5 separate regions of the Mus musculus genome follow, and all the other regions are linked to region 3. A link is a contact called in public Hi-C and promoter capture Hi-C data. All regions are on one chromosome and are shown on one strand. The core of a region is the stretch at or near the end of the contact, and the rest is flanking DNA. Distances in the headings are between cores, read along the strand shown.

The links. Promoter capture Hi-C pulls out the DNA fragments that hold promoters and counts their contacts. Hi-C and Micro-C count contacts between places; a contact is called where the count stands out from the background.
Region 1: a contact with region 3 is called in a promoter capture Hi-C map of liver, with 2.6 times the contacts expected there. The contact joins the promoter of Pm20d1 here to the promoter of Rassf5 in region 3. A contact is called at or near these places in 3 of 39 promoter capture datasets (cranial neural crest, embryonic stem cells and liver).
Region 2: a Hi-C map of B cells shows a contact between it and region 3, with 7 read pairs. The contact joins the enhancer-like site here to the promoter of Rassf5 in region 3. A contact is called at or near these places in 2 of 39 promoter capture datasets (the C10 cell line and pre-B cells), 1 of 484 Hi-C or Micro-C datasets (B cells) and 1 of 115 datasets of contacts at active chromatin or transcription factors (large pre-B cells).
Region 4: a contact with region 3 is called in a promoter capture Hi-C map of pre-B cells, with 2.7 times the contacts expected there. The contact joins the promoter of C4bp here to the promoter of Rassf5 in region 3. A contact is called at or near these places in 2 of 39 promoter capture datasets (cranial neural crest and pre-B cells) and 1 of 115 datasets of contacts at active chromatin or transcription factors (pancreatic cancer cells).
Region 5: a promoter capture Hi-C map of 3T3-L1-derived adipocytes shows a contact between it and region 3, with 2.5 times the contacts expected there. The contact joins the promoter of AA986860 here to the promoter of Rassf5 in region 3. A contact is called at or near these places in 13 of 39 promoter capture datasets (the 3T3-L1 cell line, 3T3-L1-derived adipocytes, the C10 cell line and 7 more), 5 of 484 Hi-C or Micro-C datasets (cerebellum and embryonic stem cells), 1 of 115 datasets of contacts at active chromatin or transcription factors (large pre-B cells) and 1 of 9 other capture datasets (adipose tissue).

What each region holds. Positions count from the first base shown.
Region 1 is chr1:131,795,996-131,798,709 of GRCm38.p6, reverse strand. Pm20d1 (peptidase M20 domain containing 1) reads right to left here and starts at 1,315. Exons shown (of 13, transcript NM_178079.3): 1 at 1,124-1,315; 2 at 28-114. The coding sequence starts at 1,292.
Region 2 is chr1:130,473,162-130,476,066 of GRCm38.p6, reverse strand. No RefSeq gene overlaps it. Among named protein-coding and RNA genes, the nearest start is that of Cd55, 12 kb to the right of the region's middle. Within about 2 kb of position 1,631, at least 80 of the 459 cell types and tissues checked have an H3K27ac peak or open chromatin away from gene starts, as enhancers often do. A contact at or near this core is called in B cells, where this site is marked.
Region 3 is chr1:131,243,880-131,246,934 of GRCm38.p6, reverse strand. Rassf5 (Ras association (RalGDS/AF-6) domain family member 5) reads left to right here and starts at 1,757. Exons shown (of 6, transcript NM_018750.4): 1 at 1,757-2,246. The coding sequence starts at 1,805. It overlaps Gm28913 (a long non-coding RNA gene), which reads right to left and starts at 1,845. Exons shown (of 3, transcript XR_878525.3): 1 at 1,569-1,845.
Region 4 is chr1:130,660,177-130,662,876 of GRCm38.p6, reverse strand. It overlaps C4bp (complement component 4 binding protein), which reads left to right and starts at 1,259. Exons shown (of 10, transcript NM_007576.3): 1 at 1,259-1,429.
Region 5 is chr1:130,730,434-130,733,424 of GRCm38.p6, reverse strand. It overlaps AA986860 (expressed sequence AA986860), which reads right to left and starts at 1,449. Exons shown (of 4, transcript NM_177604.3): 1 at 1,202-1,449.

The DNA.
Region 1 (2,714 bases), core at 66-2,565, 550 kb before region 3:
ACCCTTAGCCCTTAGTTTGTAGCTGACCTTTGCGGATATATTCTCCAAACTCAGCAAGGGCTGTGGTGTTGGATTCCTCGTGGCTGAAAGACACTGTGGGAATCTGGATGGCACCTGTTGGGATTCAGTGGTCAGAGACAGACGATTAAGGTTGATAGAGGTTGAGTGTTTCTGATAAAAGTCTGAAACCATAGCTGAATGTGGTGGTGCACAGCTGTAATCCCAGAACTTTGGAGGAGGGAGGGAGGGAGACAGGGAGAAGAAGATGAAGAAGATGAAGAAAAGCGGAGGAGGAGGAAGAGGCGGCGGAGGAGGAGGAGGAAAAAAAAAGAAGAAAAAGAAGTAGTAGAAGAAAGAACAAGAAGGAAAGAAAGAGAAAGAGAAGAAGAAAAATAGACAGATGATGGCAACCAACCAGCTTGCAGAGGACTATTTGCCCAATGCTCTGGGAAAACTATTCCCAGGCATCTCACTTCACTATGTGCACAATCCATCTTCCACTAAGGGTTAGCATTTGATCACTGTGTTGACTTGCATATGTTTGTGTAGGCAGTTTTTTTTTTTAATGAATCCACTACTTAATGAACAGAAAAGAGAAGTTGACAAGGCGTCCGTCCCACCAGCCTGCACAAATGCTCTTTTCTCCTGAAAGTCCAATGAGTTAGTTGCCTTGTTAAGTCCGTTTTAGGGGAGAACTACTTACATATTACATACACCCCAGGAATAATTCATTCTCTTCAGAGCCAGCGAGTCCTACTGACTCTACAATGTTATCCAGAGCTTTGTCCTTGAGGGAGTCCTGGGGAAGATCATTTAACGAAGCCAAACAGTTTTGTTTTAAGGCACCGCAGAGATTGAAAAGGTTAAAAGATTTAGAGTTGAAAGTGCTACAAATACTTTTTGGAGGCAGACAGGGGTAGGGTGGATGCCAACAGTGCTGAGAGGAGAGAAGCTGGAGCCTCTAGGCTAGGCAAGGGATTACCGACGCAAGTGCTAGACCAGTGCACAGTGTCCCGAAAGCTTGCAGAACGCTGGCTGGGCCCGCCCGCGTCCCTCAGCAGAGGGAGGTAGGCCCTCTGGGACTGAGGGACTCAGATCTGAGAACAAGGGGGCGGAGGTTCACCTTTCAGCGCCTCTTTTATAGCGACACGCTCCTCCTCGCTGAACTGGGAAGGGATCCGGGACGCCCCCCGATTTTCCCTGCTTCTAGGGCCAGTGGATCCGGAGACCGTAGCGAAAAAGAGAAGGAGCACAGCTGCCCAGGCGGGCAAGCTAGCAAGTAGCTCAGCCATGTCTCTCCCCAAAAGCCACCAGTCGGGCTAGAGTTTGGACCTAATAGCCTAAAGCATGACTCGCTGCTGACCAATCATTGATTGACCTGGACAGCAACCAACCAATCAATCGAGCGACCCGCCCTTGAGTTGCTGCCCTCTAGACAAGGGTCAGGACTAGCCTGCTCTTGTTCTGGCATTTACTACATGAGAGCAAAGGTGTGTGTGTGTGTGTGTGTGTGTGTGTGTGTGTGTGTGTTATAGCTTTAATTTCATCATAAACTGCAACAGTGTGTCTGTTGATAGGTAGTGCTTTGACAAACCAGCCCCGACGAGTTTGCTCCTGTTTTGAACCTTTTCTTAGCATGCCAAGATGTGACCTTGTGTCCTTGGGAAAATGAATAGAAATATGTAGCAGTGGTGGTGGTGGGGGAACTGGAGGTAGCCATTAGAAAGTCCCAGACACCAGGGAAGCGAGAGGTTCCCAGGACCCAATGGATATGACATTAGCCGAAATATCCAACAAAAGGGAGATAGAACCTGTAGAGAACACCTCCAGTAGATAGGCGTGGCCCCCAATTGAGGGTTGGGGCCACTCACCCATCTCAAAAATTTTAATCCAGAATTGTTCCTGTCTAAAGGAAATACAGGGACAAAAAACGGAGCAGAGACTGAAGGAAAGGCCATCCAGAGACTGCCCTACCTAGGGATCCATCCCATCTGCAGACACTAAACTGGATACTATTGCTGATGCCAAGAAGCGCTTGCTGACAGGAACCTGGTATAGCTGTCCCCTGAGAGGTTCTGCTAATGCCTGACTAATAATACAGATGCAGATACTCAAAGTCAACCATTGGACTGAGCACAGGGGTCCCAGTAGAAGAGTTAGGGGAAGGACTGAAAGAGCTGAAGGGGATCGCAACCCTATAGGAAGAACAACAGTATCAACTAACTGGACCCCACCCCCCTTAGCTCCCAGAGACTAAACCACCAACTAAAGAGCCATGGAGGGGTCCAGAGGTCCCATGTAGCAGAGGATGACCTTGTCTGGCATCAATGGGAGGGGAGACCAGGCAAGGGGAGGGGCAACATTTGAAATTTGAAAATGTAAATAAATAAGATAACCAATTAAAAAAAAAGAACTAATCCAGTGCTACAGGTCCCTTCCCCAAAGCTTTGAGGGTTAAGCCTGCCTGCCCTGGGGGTTTTCCTTTTAAAGTCCAACAAACTGTCCCCCAGTTTCTGTTAGAGTGTATTCTTTGTCCTCAAGCTTCCATTTGTGATGGTTCTCAAATTCTTTTATTAACGACACCAAGAACCCCAAGAGGGGCTCTGATTTTTCGGGTGTAATATGATGGTCCTACTAGAACTCTGAAAATAGATCTTCCTTTTAATTCTTTAATTGACAGAGAAAACGAAACACAGTACTGTCCCTCTAGACAG
Region 2 (2,905 bases), core at 382-2,881, 770 kb after region 3:
AAAGAAAGTGGTGCAGGCATGCTCAGCCTAGAAGAACCAAAAGAGATGAACTGAGCATGCACAGTGCACACACAAAGGAGTTTCATTCTTCAAAAACTTAAAGGCAGAACCACCACACGACCCAGCTGTCCACTCTCGGGAATATCGCAGAGAGCTCCATATCCTATCACAGAGATACCTGCACATCCATGGTTAGTGTCTCTCTGCTTACACTAGCAAGGCAATGGACCAAATGTCCATCAACAAGTGGATAACAAAAATGTAGTATATATACAAAACAGAATATTACTGAGCTGTAAGGAATGGGAAGTTTTTGCAGAAAAATGGATGGACTTAGAATAATGATAAGCAAGGGCACCCAAACTCAGAAGAAAAAAAAAACTGGAACAAACATATACATATTCATATATGCAAACATCTGTGTGTATACATGGAATTACATTTAGGAAAGGGAATGAGAATTAGGCAAAAGAAGGGAAGGAATGCGGGCAAAAGACCCATGAGTCACAAGAGGATATACATTCATTGTCTTTCTGGTTTCAATTGTGTCTTAGTATTTTTTTTTTAATTTTTTTTAAATTCTTTTTTCCTTTTTCACATGGACAAGTGCATTAAAATGTAACTATTAGTGACACTTCAGAATGGCAATTCTAACTGCAGAGAAGTTCCTAGAGATGACAGAACTTGGGACTGGGCAAGTGTTTGCTTGAGTGGCTTCCTTAATCTAGGTGTGTTTATTGATTTTTTTTTTTTAGATCGTTATAATAAAGCGATTTTATAAAGTAAAACAATTCCTGTTTTTTTGAAAACTACCTTTGGGGAAAGGAGTAGGTGTTGTTTCCCATTGATACAAACAGACCCAGACTGGGTGTCACTGGAGAGTCGGGTCACGCTCAGTCAACCTGGGTGAGAATAACAGGAAGTGGTGGTGAGCATTAGAAGGAAATGGCTCCTAAGCCCCTCTCCGGTACCTGTTAGCTGGGGAGGATACGCCCAGTGTTGCCAAATCTTCAATATTTTAAGAGGATTCATAAGCATGTTGTTTGAATGGGAGTTTTATGGTTATAAAATCTGTGCATGAATTCAGTTATTCAGCAACATTTATTGAGTATATACTATATACAGGGCACTGATCTAGGAGTCTGGGGTTTTGCATTTAATACAAAAGACAAAAAAAAAAAAAAACCTTTCTGTGTATGAAGTTCACACTCAATTGTGGGAATACGCACAATTAACAAATTATTAAAAGCTATGAGTTGTGGTAAGCATTGAAGGAATGAATATAAAGGGAGGTACTAGACCTGTAATTGTGGGGTACATTTCTATATCAAACACAATGGCATAAAAGGGCCTTCCTTAAGTATTTAAGAAGAAGGTCTTCAGGGATGTATAGAAAGCATGGAGACATCTGTATGAAACAGTAGTCACGGACTCTGAGTGGGACTTTGATCTGTTTGGGATTCTGTTCTGTGAGCTCAAAAGCCAGGACAAGGAAACCAGTTAACACTGGGTGGGGGAGTCTGGGGAGATGAGGGCAGAAAAGAAAGGGAGAAGGAGACCATGGGGCCTGGTCAGCGACTGTGTGTGAGTTTCCTGAAAGCAAGGAAGCCAGGACACATATGCAGCTGCCAAGTAACCTGCCCTCAGGAATGTGAGAGTAAGGGGAGTGGCAGACACCTCCCCTTCTCAGTGGCTAGAAAGGAAGGAAGGAAGGCTGCTTGCATAAGATTGTGAAAGGGGAATCCTGTCTACTTTGAGCTGTAATTTGAAGGTAGAGAGGAGAGTATAATATTTGTTAAATTTCTAGGTGGATTATGAGACAAAGTGAGGTAAAAAAGATGACCCTTGGGAGCTGGACCTAAACCATCCTAAGTGGAGGATGGAATGCCATTCACTAAACGGGAAACTGGTGTAGGAAGAAATTGGACCTCTGGTTTTTTTTTTTGTTTTTTTTTTTTTCTCTCTTTCTAGCATTAAAACATCTTTTATCTCTCCTACTCAAGTTGCCAACTAAGCAACCAGGTCTTATATATTCAGGAAAGTGATGCAGACTAAATATATGATTTGAGAATTCATAGTATTTGATGTCATATGAATGTATAAGACTGGATATCATCAGAGTAACAGATGTTGGGATAAGGGGATAAAAGAAAATGAGATTTTATATCTTGTGATTCATGCAAAAAAAGTTGTCTATGAGCCCCGGCCTGGGGCCGAGAACAAAGCAGAACAGACAGGGCTGTTGTTAAGACATTCCTAAGAACAGCTTGATTGTACAAGCAGGGCTATCTTGTCTGGGTCAACACCACCTGGCCGGAACCTCCCCTCTGTCTATTGCCCCTTGACGCCAGGTAAAGTCATACATCAACTGGTTGCTATGTGAACAAAGATAAGCCCCCAGCCCACAGGAACAAAGTCCTGATGCCCTGTAATCTTTCTGTTAATGTTTGAATAAGCCAATAGTGTGTCGCTATGCTGAATTCCACACCCCTAAGCCCCTTACCCCATAAAAACCCCTAGCTTTTGAGCCTCGTGGCCGACATCCGTTATCTCCTGTGTGGGATGCATGTCGGTCCAGAGCTCCGTCATTAAACGTCCTCATGTAATTACATTAGGAGATGGTCCTTTGTGATTTTTTGGGTGCACGCTGAATCGGGAATTGTGTGGGGGTTTCTCCACTAGGTCTAACAGGGACAGATTGAGGGACAGAGAAGTCAAGCATTTTGTTTGGAATTTATGGAGACAAATAGGAGGCAATAAAATAGGCTAGAAAGGCACAGACAGTGAGCTAGACTCAGAAACACACGGTGCTGCTGAGAAGGAAGTATATTAAGGTGAAAAGTACCAGTGGGATCCTCTCTGCTGCTAGACCCAAGAAATGAGGTCACTCATGATGCAAGCATCA
Region 3 (3,055 bases), core at 508-3,007:
AGGAAGGGTGGAGGGGCAGAGTGGTGGCCTCTGTGCCCACCGCCTTATCATAACTTTATCAGTTTGGAGTCCTTCTTTCCACTCCCCAGAAACCAGTGAATAAAACGAGGCCCAGAGACCAGGAACTTTTCCTCTGCCACCCACTTGAAAGGAGCAGGATTCTGATTACCACCACTTGGGGGAGGGGTGCGGGGGTGGGGGTGGGGAGAGAGGCTGTGGAGCAGGGAAGGCTGGGGATTCCCTGGTCACTGGACTTTTAGCCATTGCCTAAATTTACCTTCGAGAGGAAAAGTGAAAGTGAGGATTCCCCAGCCAGACACTAGGGGGAGACCCATCACTAGCCGGGAAAGAACCCTGGAGATTAAAATGTAGGCGAATTTATAGACAATTCCAGGTCTGGTTTCAGAATCCCCACACATTCTATACATACATTATTGCTCCCAATACTCTAACCTGAGGGTTCTCATCCCTTTTATAAGGTAGCTTGTGTGCAGAGAGAACCTATGCATTTTAACCCCGCCTATATTAAACACCGGTACTGTGAAAGTGTATATGAATCATTGCTATCCAGTATTATTTAATAAGTAAGGAGAAAGAGTGTGTACATGTTCACTATAGACATGCCCCTCCCCCAATATTTCTACCAGTGGTTTGTTGAGACCCAAAATACAGAATTTTTGAATTTGGTGCAGTGACTCTATTCCCATAGTTGCTTGCTGGTGGCTGCCACTAAATCAATCAAACCTGTAATTTAAGGGGGGCAGGGGGAGGCGGGAATGTGAGCTAGGCCTAAGTCAGAACCGCAGAACTGGAAAGAGCAAAGGCGCCTGCAGCTACAAAACCAGCCTGTAGAGGGCCCAGGACCCTTGCTAGCCTACGACCGACCGACCGGGCACAGGTTCGAAAATCCACAGTCCCACCTGTTCTCTATCCCTTGAGACGGCACTGTGGACAGGCCCACTAGTTATTACCATTACATAATTTTCAAGACCCAGTGCAAAAAGAATAGGCCGGGTTAAGAATTAGGATTTTCAAGATGGTGGCGACATAACCTTAAGCCAGACAGGAACCTATGGCGCACCCCTTGGTGCTGGTAGGATGCGGACTTCTCCACCCTGCGCCCCTGCTCAGGTGGACCTTCCATACCAAAGGAGGTGTGTAAGGGATTGGCATTCATTTCCGCAGTGATTACTCCAGCAACTAAGGGGGGAGGGGCGTAATTCGGGAGGAAAGTTCCTGTCCACCCATGGGGCACAGAGAGGTCTCTCATGATCACCGGATCACCAAGGATCACCAGTCACTCTAATCCCAGTCTTCGGGGAGGGGCAGTCTATGTAGCAGAGGTGAGAAGGGAGAGAGCTGATGTAGCCAGCTTCCCACGGGCAGCTCGGAGAATCCGCGGGCCGCCTTACTGACAGCGGCGGGCTAGCTCCTGTCCCGGGGCCACACCAGGTTGCCAAAGCCCTGCCTTCCCACCTGCTCCCCGCCCCGCCGGTGTTAGGGCGCCCTGGGAGACGCCCAGAGGGGACGGGGCAGAGCTGAAGACAGGCGCAGGAGCCGGCGCCTACCGAGCTCGCGAAGCCTCTCGGGTGCTCGGACCTTCACCACCGCCTAGTCGCCGAGTCACTCCTAAATCCACGCGGCTCCGACCCGCAGTCACGCGTGTTGCCCTTCCGGCCTCTCGGTGGGCTCCGCCCCGCCCCGCCCCGCCCGCGGGCTGCGGGCCCTTTAAAAGCGCGCTCGACCGGAGCCGCCCCTTCTGTTGGCCAGGCTCGGTAGCTGCCGCCGCCTGCGGGCCTTGGCCATGGCTTCCCCGGCCATCGGGCAACGTCCCTACCCGCTGCTCCTAGATCCCGAGCCGCCGCGGTATCTGCAGAGTCTGGGTGGCACCGAGCCGCCACCTCCCGCCCGGCCGCGCCGCTGCATCCCCACGGCCCTGATCCCCGCGGCCGGGGCGTCAGAGGATCGCGGTGGCAGGAGGAGTGGCCGGAGGGACCCCGAACCCACGCCCCGAGACTGCCGACACGCTCGCCCTGTCCGGCCCGGTCTGCAGCCGAGACTGCGGCTGCGACCTGGGTCACACCGACCCCGCGACGTGAGGAGCATCTTCGAGCAGCCGCAGGATCCCCGCGTCTTGGCCGAGAGAGGCGAGGGGCACCGTTTCGTGGAACTGGCGCTGCGGGGCGGTCCGGGCTGGTGTGACCTGTGCGGACGAGAGGTGCTGCGGCAGGCGCTGCGCTGCGCTAGTGAGTGAGGGCGGGGAAGGTGCGCGAGGTGAAGGGCTCTGAGCCCGGGAGAGGAGGCCATTGCCTTTTGTGGCCAGTCCGAACTTTTAGGCAGGTTACCTTTGGAGACAGCTGCTGTCACTGCCTGGCATCCTTTAATGGCTGCCCACTGACCAGAGGTAGTTGTATGTGTACAGTTACGTATCCTCAGACGGGTTTGAGCCTTCTCCCCCGTGCGCGTAAACAAGCTTGTTTGTAGGTTGGGACTGATGGCTCTCCACAAGGTCATTGTGTCTTACGCACACCCTCTTCTTCCTTTAGTTGTGAGTTTTAAAAATGAGGTAGTGATATTGACAACGAAGTGAGTATTTGACACTTATTAGGGTTAATGGGGAGATGACTCGGTGGTCACCTCAGGTTCTCTCAGGCTCTTCCTCCTAGGGAGCTGTTGGCATGGGAAGCCTGGTTAGGCTTTGAATGGAAGCAGGCTGTGAGGCTGAAAGATGCCAAGGTCACCTGCACCTGAGGCCTCCTCAGCCCTCCACACCTGGCTCAACGCTCTATACTCTGCTCCAGTGTGTGACTGTGCCTCGTGGCCTCCTCTTCCTCCTCCTGTCCCCCTGCACCCGCCTTCCAGCCCTAAAATCACTAAGCTCCCCGCCAGTTCCTTCCTTCCACAAGGCATCCCCACTGGCCTGCTGGCTTCTCCCAATCTTACTGTAACACTGGGCACCAGTATAGAGAGTTTCTGAGCAAGTCTGCGCTCTTTTTAGGGCTTATCATTACCTCTCGCCAATGGTGAGTCTGTATCCCTGTATAAGTCTCCTCCC
Region 4 (2,700 bases), core at 10-2,509, 580 kb after region 3:
TCTTATCACATTAAATCAGTCTCTTACCTTTGTGACGTGGCTGTGCTTTCTTTACCTCTAATATCCTCCTCATTTTCCTCTCAGTAATTTCTGCTTATCAGTGAAGGTGCACCCCAAATCTTATAACTTGGTCAAACTTCACGGAGGAGCTCAATTTGTGAGGCCATTAGTGTTTATTACAGAGCATAAATTATGATGTCAAAAAAATTTTTTTTCCCTATGTTGATCCAACCCAAGGATTTTGGACATATCAGACAAGTGCTCTACCACCCAACAGCATTTCCAGCCTTTGGTTTCTGAGATAGGATCTTACTATGTAGCCCAGGTTAATCTTGAAATCATAATCCTCCTGCCTCAGCCTCCCAAGTGCTACAGTTACAAGATTATACACTACATCTGGTAAGAACTAATTTTTACTACTTAGAGTTACAATTATTTATTTATATGAGGGGCATTTGGGGCATGGCATGCTTGTGGTAGTCAGAGGACAACATATACGAATTGGTTCAATCTGGGGATAAAACTCAGGTCTTTAGGCTTCATGACATGCACATTTACCCACAGAGCCATCTCACTGGTCCAGAAGTGCTTTCCAAGAGCAATCCTTGGGGCACACAAATCTTTAAACTTATTATTAACAGACTAAGGGTCCATTTCAGGACTTGACTTTATCTGTATATTTATGTGATCGCAAACACATAAATTAGCCTCTTCATTACATTTTTCTGAATATTGACGAGTGTCAGACTGACTTCTGGAGATCCTTTGGTGCCTGGTAGTGGTAGTTGCTAATATCTGTGGAGCTCTGAGTATGTTCCAGTCAGGTCAGCACACAGCAGGAACTCAATAAACAACACACATACTGTGTCTATTGTAGCTCCTGGTGATGCCTGGAGACCAGTGAAGAGTAAGATCCTCAGATCCAACGTCCCTGAGTGGGTCTGCAGTCCTGGGAAGAGAATCATTTTAGTCAGAGTGGGTCTGAACTCCAACTCAAGGTTCCTAGGCTGGTTGGATTTTGTGATGCATAACTCTTATGATTATGAAAAGACAGAAAATTCTGGCATCAAATTCCAAGTCCCCTTCTAACTTAGGGGAAATGGTTGGCAGAGAAGAAAATAAATAATTCCAACACATGATGAAGAATGAGGGCTGGGAGAGAAGGAGATTAAATAAACACTGCTGCTCTAGTCTGTTAATCATTCACCGGGACAGAGGAGACTGTCTCCCTGTCCGTCATACTCAACTGCTTAACCAGAAACTTGTGTGGGTGGAATGCAAGGATCACTTGCGTGGGTAGACTTCAGAAGCTTTTTTGATGGAGCAAGTACTGGCCAGCTTTAGGATAATATGATCAACTCTCATCTTGGGAGAAACTAGTACAGTAGAGATCCAAGTACCACCACAGAGTCTTTCTCTGCTATTGCAGGTCAGTGGGCTACTGAGCACTTGGGTGGGGCATTGTGGGTAAAGCTGGTCATCAGGTTCTTTAGTGTGTGCTCCTCTGTGTTCTATTTATTATTTTTGAGATTACAATTTAATTACATTTTCCCATTCCTTTTCCTCTCTCCAAATCTTCCCATACAGCCCTTCTTGTTCTCTTTCAAATATAGTCTCCTTTTTTAAATTAATTGTTATCACATGCATCTATTCCTAAATACAACCTGTTCAGTCCATATAATGTTACTTTTATGTATGTTTTCAGGGCTGATAATTTGGCGCTAGGAAACCAATTGCTGTGGATCTTCCATGGGAAATACCACAGCTCTTACTACCAGCTTTCCTCAGTTGCCTATAGTTCTTTGTGTAGAATCAAAGCCTCGTGGGATTCCACTGTCTAGTTTTGTATGTTCATCAGTGTTCTTGTTTGGGTCATGTTTGGGAGGTCATGTTGGTGAGACTTTTCTGATACAGTTTCTGATGTTGCTAGGTGACACAATTTCACAGTAAATTCCTTGGACCCTTGGATCCTACAATCGTTCTGCCACCTCCTCTGTAGTTTCTTCTCAGGTGCAGGAGTGTTTCTTAGATGTAGACATCAGAACTGGGACCCATAACTCTGCATTTTGATTGGTTGTAGTTTTCTGCGGTGGCCTCTGTTACAAAGAGAAGTTGGGGTTTTTCTGTTGTTGTTTTTTGTTTTGTGTGTGTGTGTTTTCTGATGAGGGGTTCAAGACTATGTGAGTATGACGATAAATATTTATAGAATGTTGTTAGAGATTATGCTGGCTTAGTAAATTAGTAGTTGTAGATTCTCTAATAACTGGAACTTCACTAGCATTGAGTAGTTAGTTAGCTAGGTTTATAGCAACAGACATGGTTGAATGGGCCTTAAATACAATTAGAGAGTTTCTGGTTACTTTCAAACAATATGTCCCACTATTACACCCTTAGGGTTACTGTATCATGTTGGTCATTGATGCATTCATGGGCATCAGAGCTGGGTAGGACTATTGGTTGCCTTTCCCCTTTTTTTGGAAGCTTGCACAATGTCTTCTAGTAACATTTAAGTCCCCAGAGAGGGGACATTCAGATCAGTTCCATTTCAGGGATCTCTTGACCTTGTTTCTGAAGTGTATGGTGTCTTCAGCAATAGAGACTTACCTTTCACTGTTAGGGCATAACAAAGGGCAATAGCAAGAGGCTGTATGTCTTGGGAGTCTCTTGGACAGCCCAAGATAAAAACTCAAAAAAGGGATT
Region 5 (2,991 bases), core at 200-2,699, 510 kb after region 3:
ATGTTCCTCTTTCTGTGCAGAAGGCCAGAGGTAAAGTTCGCTGCTGTGTGCTGACCTCCGTGCTGATGGGAGCGAGCTTATTGCTCCCCTGACTGCACTTCCGTGGCAGCTTCTTTAGACAGATGCTCCAGCTACACTTTGTGTCCACAGGGACATCTGAAGAAACACGAAGCATAAGCCCCACCCAAGCCTCTACTCCTATGGACTCTGCCGCATCACTCTGACCTGAGCCCCAGTTGGAAGTCTGGCTAGGTTTGGTATGTTGAGATGAAATAAAATGTGGGTGAGGCCCAGCATGGCCAAGTAACTTTTTTTTTTTTTTTGGTCTACATCGATCAACAGGTAAAATCAGAGATTTAACTAGCTAGTAGACCCTGAGTAAATTTGATCGGAGTTAGAATATTTGTGGGTTTTCCAAAGATAAAATGCTAGCTGGAGTTGGAGTTTCCTCCATATTTCCAAGCCTCAATTCTCCTTGCAAATAATCTAGCTCGGTTCAGACTTTACATATCTGCACAGAGTGCGCCATTATCAACTAACACACACACTGCACCCCTTATTTAAATAAAGATAGACACTGAGCCATGGAGAATTTCCTTTTACAAATGGAATGGAAAACTAAGGTACCTGGCTCACTCACATGACCCTCCCCTCCATTTGACTCCCTGTGCTCCAATTATCCAGTCACTCCATCCCTTTCAAAATCACTACTTCATCTTAGTGCTCTAGAGATGGAAATTTCCAAATTCTAGGAAAAGGTGGATTTTGTTGTTGGTTTTTTTTTTTTTTTTTTTTTTTTTTTTGAGTCAGGTCTTTCCAGGTAGGATAGGCTAGCCTGGAACTTGCTGTATTTCCCAGCAGCCTGGCTTCAAACTTTCCATCCTCCATCTTCAGAGTACTATGATTATGGGTGGATACCACCATGCCTGGGTCTGGCTTCTGTTTGTTCAATATGATTATGTAAGTTAAATAAAGAAACGGAAGAGATGTCCCCCGGTCCTCCATAAAAATATTCCAATTCTGGAAAATCTCAGGCTAACGGAGAGATTTGATCAACAGAGATTGAAAACCCCAGGTCCGGTGTAAAGGGTCAGACACTCTTACAGCACTCCCCAGCACAGCCCTATATATAGCTTTGCCTTCCCTTAAAAGCTTTTCCCTTGCTGCAGAATAAGCAATAGTTGGTTAGTGATTGACTCACCTTCTCTGGGTTGGGGTCTGAAGACAAGAACGTAATGCCCTTCTATTCCAGAGGGCAGAGATGGAGACCGCTTGCCTCTCAGGCCGTGTCTCCTACTGGTTTCTTCCTTTGACCTCCTCCTGACTTACCTAGACAGGTAAAAGCTTCACCCGCGCTGCATGGACACACCCTGCTACTGACTCTAAGCCAATCCTAGCTTCCCTCCCTACTCCTCATTCCAGCTGTTCAGTCAGGGAGGACTCAGGAGGGGAATCAGCCAGGAGGTGCTTCTCTGTCTTGGTCAATCACCTCCTGCCCCCGCCTCCCCACCCCACCCCCTCTTTACTTAGAGAGCCAATGAACTGCTACAAAGAAAGGGTAGGCGTGGTAGAAGGCTGGAGCTGGTTTGAGCTGAGTGGAAGGAGAGTAAAGAGAGTTTGGCAGGGTGGAGGCAGATCAATGGGACTCGACTTTCCGTCTTGAAAGGAACGCATCAGTCTGCTGCGCTCTATGGGCCCACTGAGAACCGGATTTGTTGTTTAGACAAGCCTTCCTCCACTTGAAGCTGAAAGTATTCTCCAGACTGCCTGCCATTCTGGTGCCTAATTTTGTAACCAGCTTTTCTAACTGCTCAGTCATTGACAGTTTCATATCCAGAAGAGGTTTCAAGGGTCTCAAGGTTAGGGATGTAGCTGAGTCACCCAGTCCCCAGAGCTTGCTGACAACTGTCCTGGCTTTTTTGTTTCTGGGGAAATAAAACTAATCTCTCTCTCTCTCTCTCTCTCTCTCTCTCTCTCTCTCTCTCTCCTATAGGAGGTATTTTCCGGATTTAAAAAAAAAAAAAAAAGCTTGATCAGCCAAAAAGGAGATATAGCACTTGAACTCTGTCATTTGGGTCTCTGGTCCCTTTTGGCTGCTTCGAGAAGGTGGCAATAGATATTAAACAAAAATAAAGTCAGCTGCCAACCAGTCTAGCAAGTACTTCTTTTGAGGGGAAATGTCTGGCATGCTTATGGAAAAGAGTAGGTCAGGGAGCCTCCTGCTTCCTGGAAGAAATCACCTCCAGGTACAGAGGCCACTTGCCAGACAGCAGTTCTGCTATTTCCCTGAATATAGGCTGAATATAGGCCATCCCCAGTAACCTTCAACTTTTAAAGGTGTATCACTTGCCAGCAGCAAAAAGAAAAGAAAAATTAGAAAAACCAAACCAAAATACCTCATGCACGAACCACTCAGTTTAAGCCCCTGCTGTATGCTGGCTATTACCTTAAGCATTTCTATGTCTTATTTAACTTTTGCTCCAACTTAGAAGCATTGCCCAATTCTTACAGCCCACACCTCACCAGGAGGTTAAATGACATGCCTGATATTTCCCAAGTAGTAGTAGAGCAGATATTTTAATCCAGATTGTCCACTCCCAGCTTGCTTCACAGTTACTGTTCCCGATTCTGTGACTGGATGCTCTGGTGAAAGCAATGTAAAGGAGGAAGGACTTGTTTGGGTTTCAGTTCAATGGCACACCGTGCTGGGAGGTCCTGGTGGTAGATGCTCCGGCCAGCTGGTCACACTGTATGCCTAGTCAAGAAGCAGAGATGGCCAGTGGCCGACTTACTTCCTCCTTTTTACTCGGTCATCCAGGGTCCCATCCACGGAATCGTCCTGCTGGAATTTAGTATTTGTGTGCGTGGGTGGGGGGCTCAACTCAATTAACCTAGTCCACAGGCATGCCCAGAAACGTGTTTTCTAGATCCTGATGCAAGAAGCAAGACCACCATTCTGTAGTAACAATTTCATGAATAGAGAAATGTAAG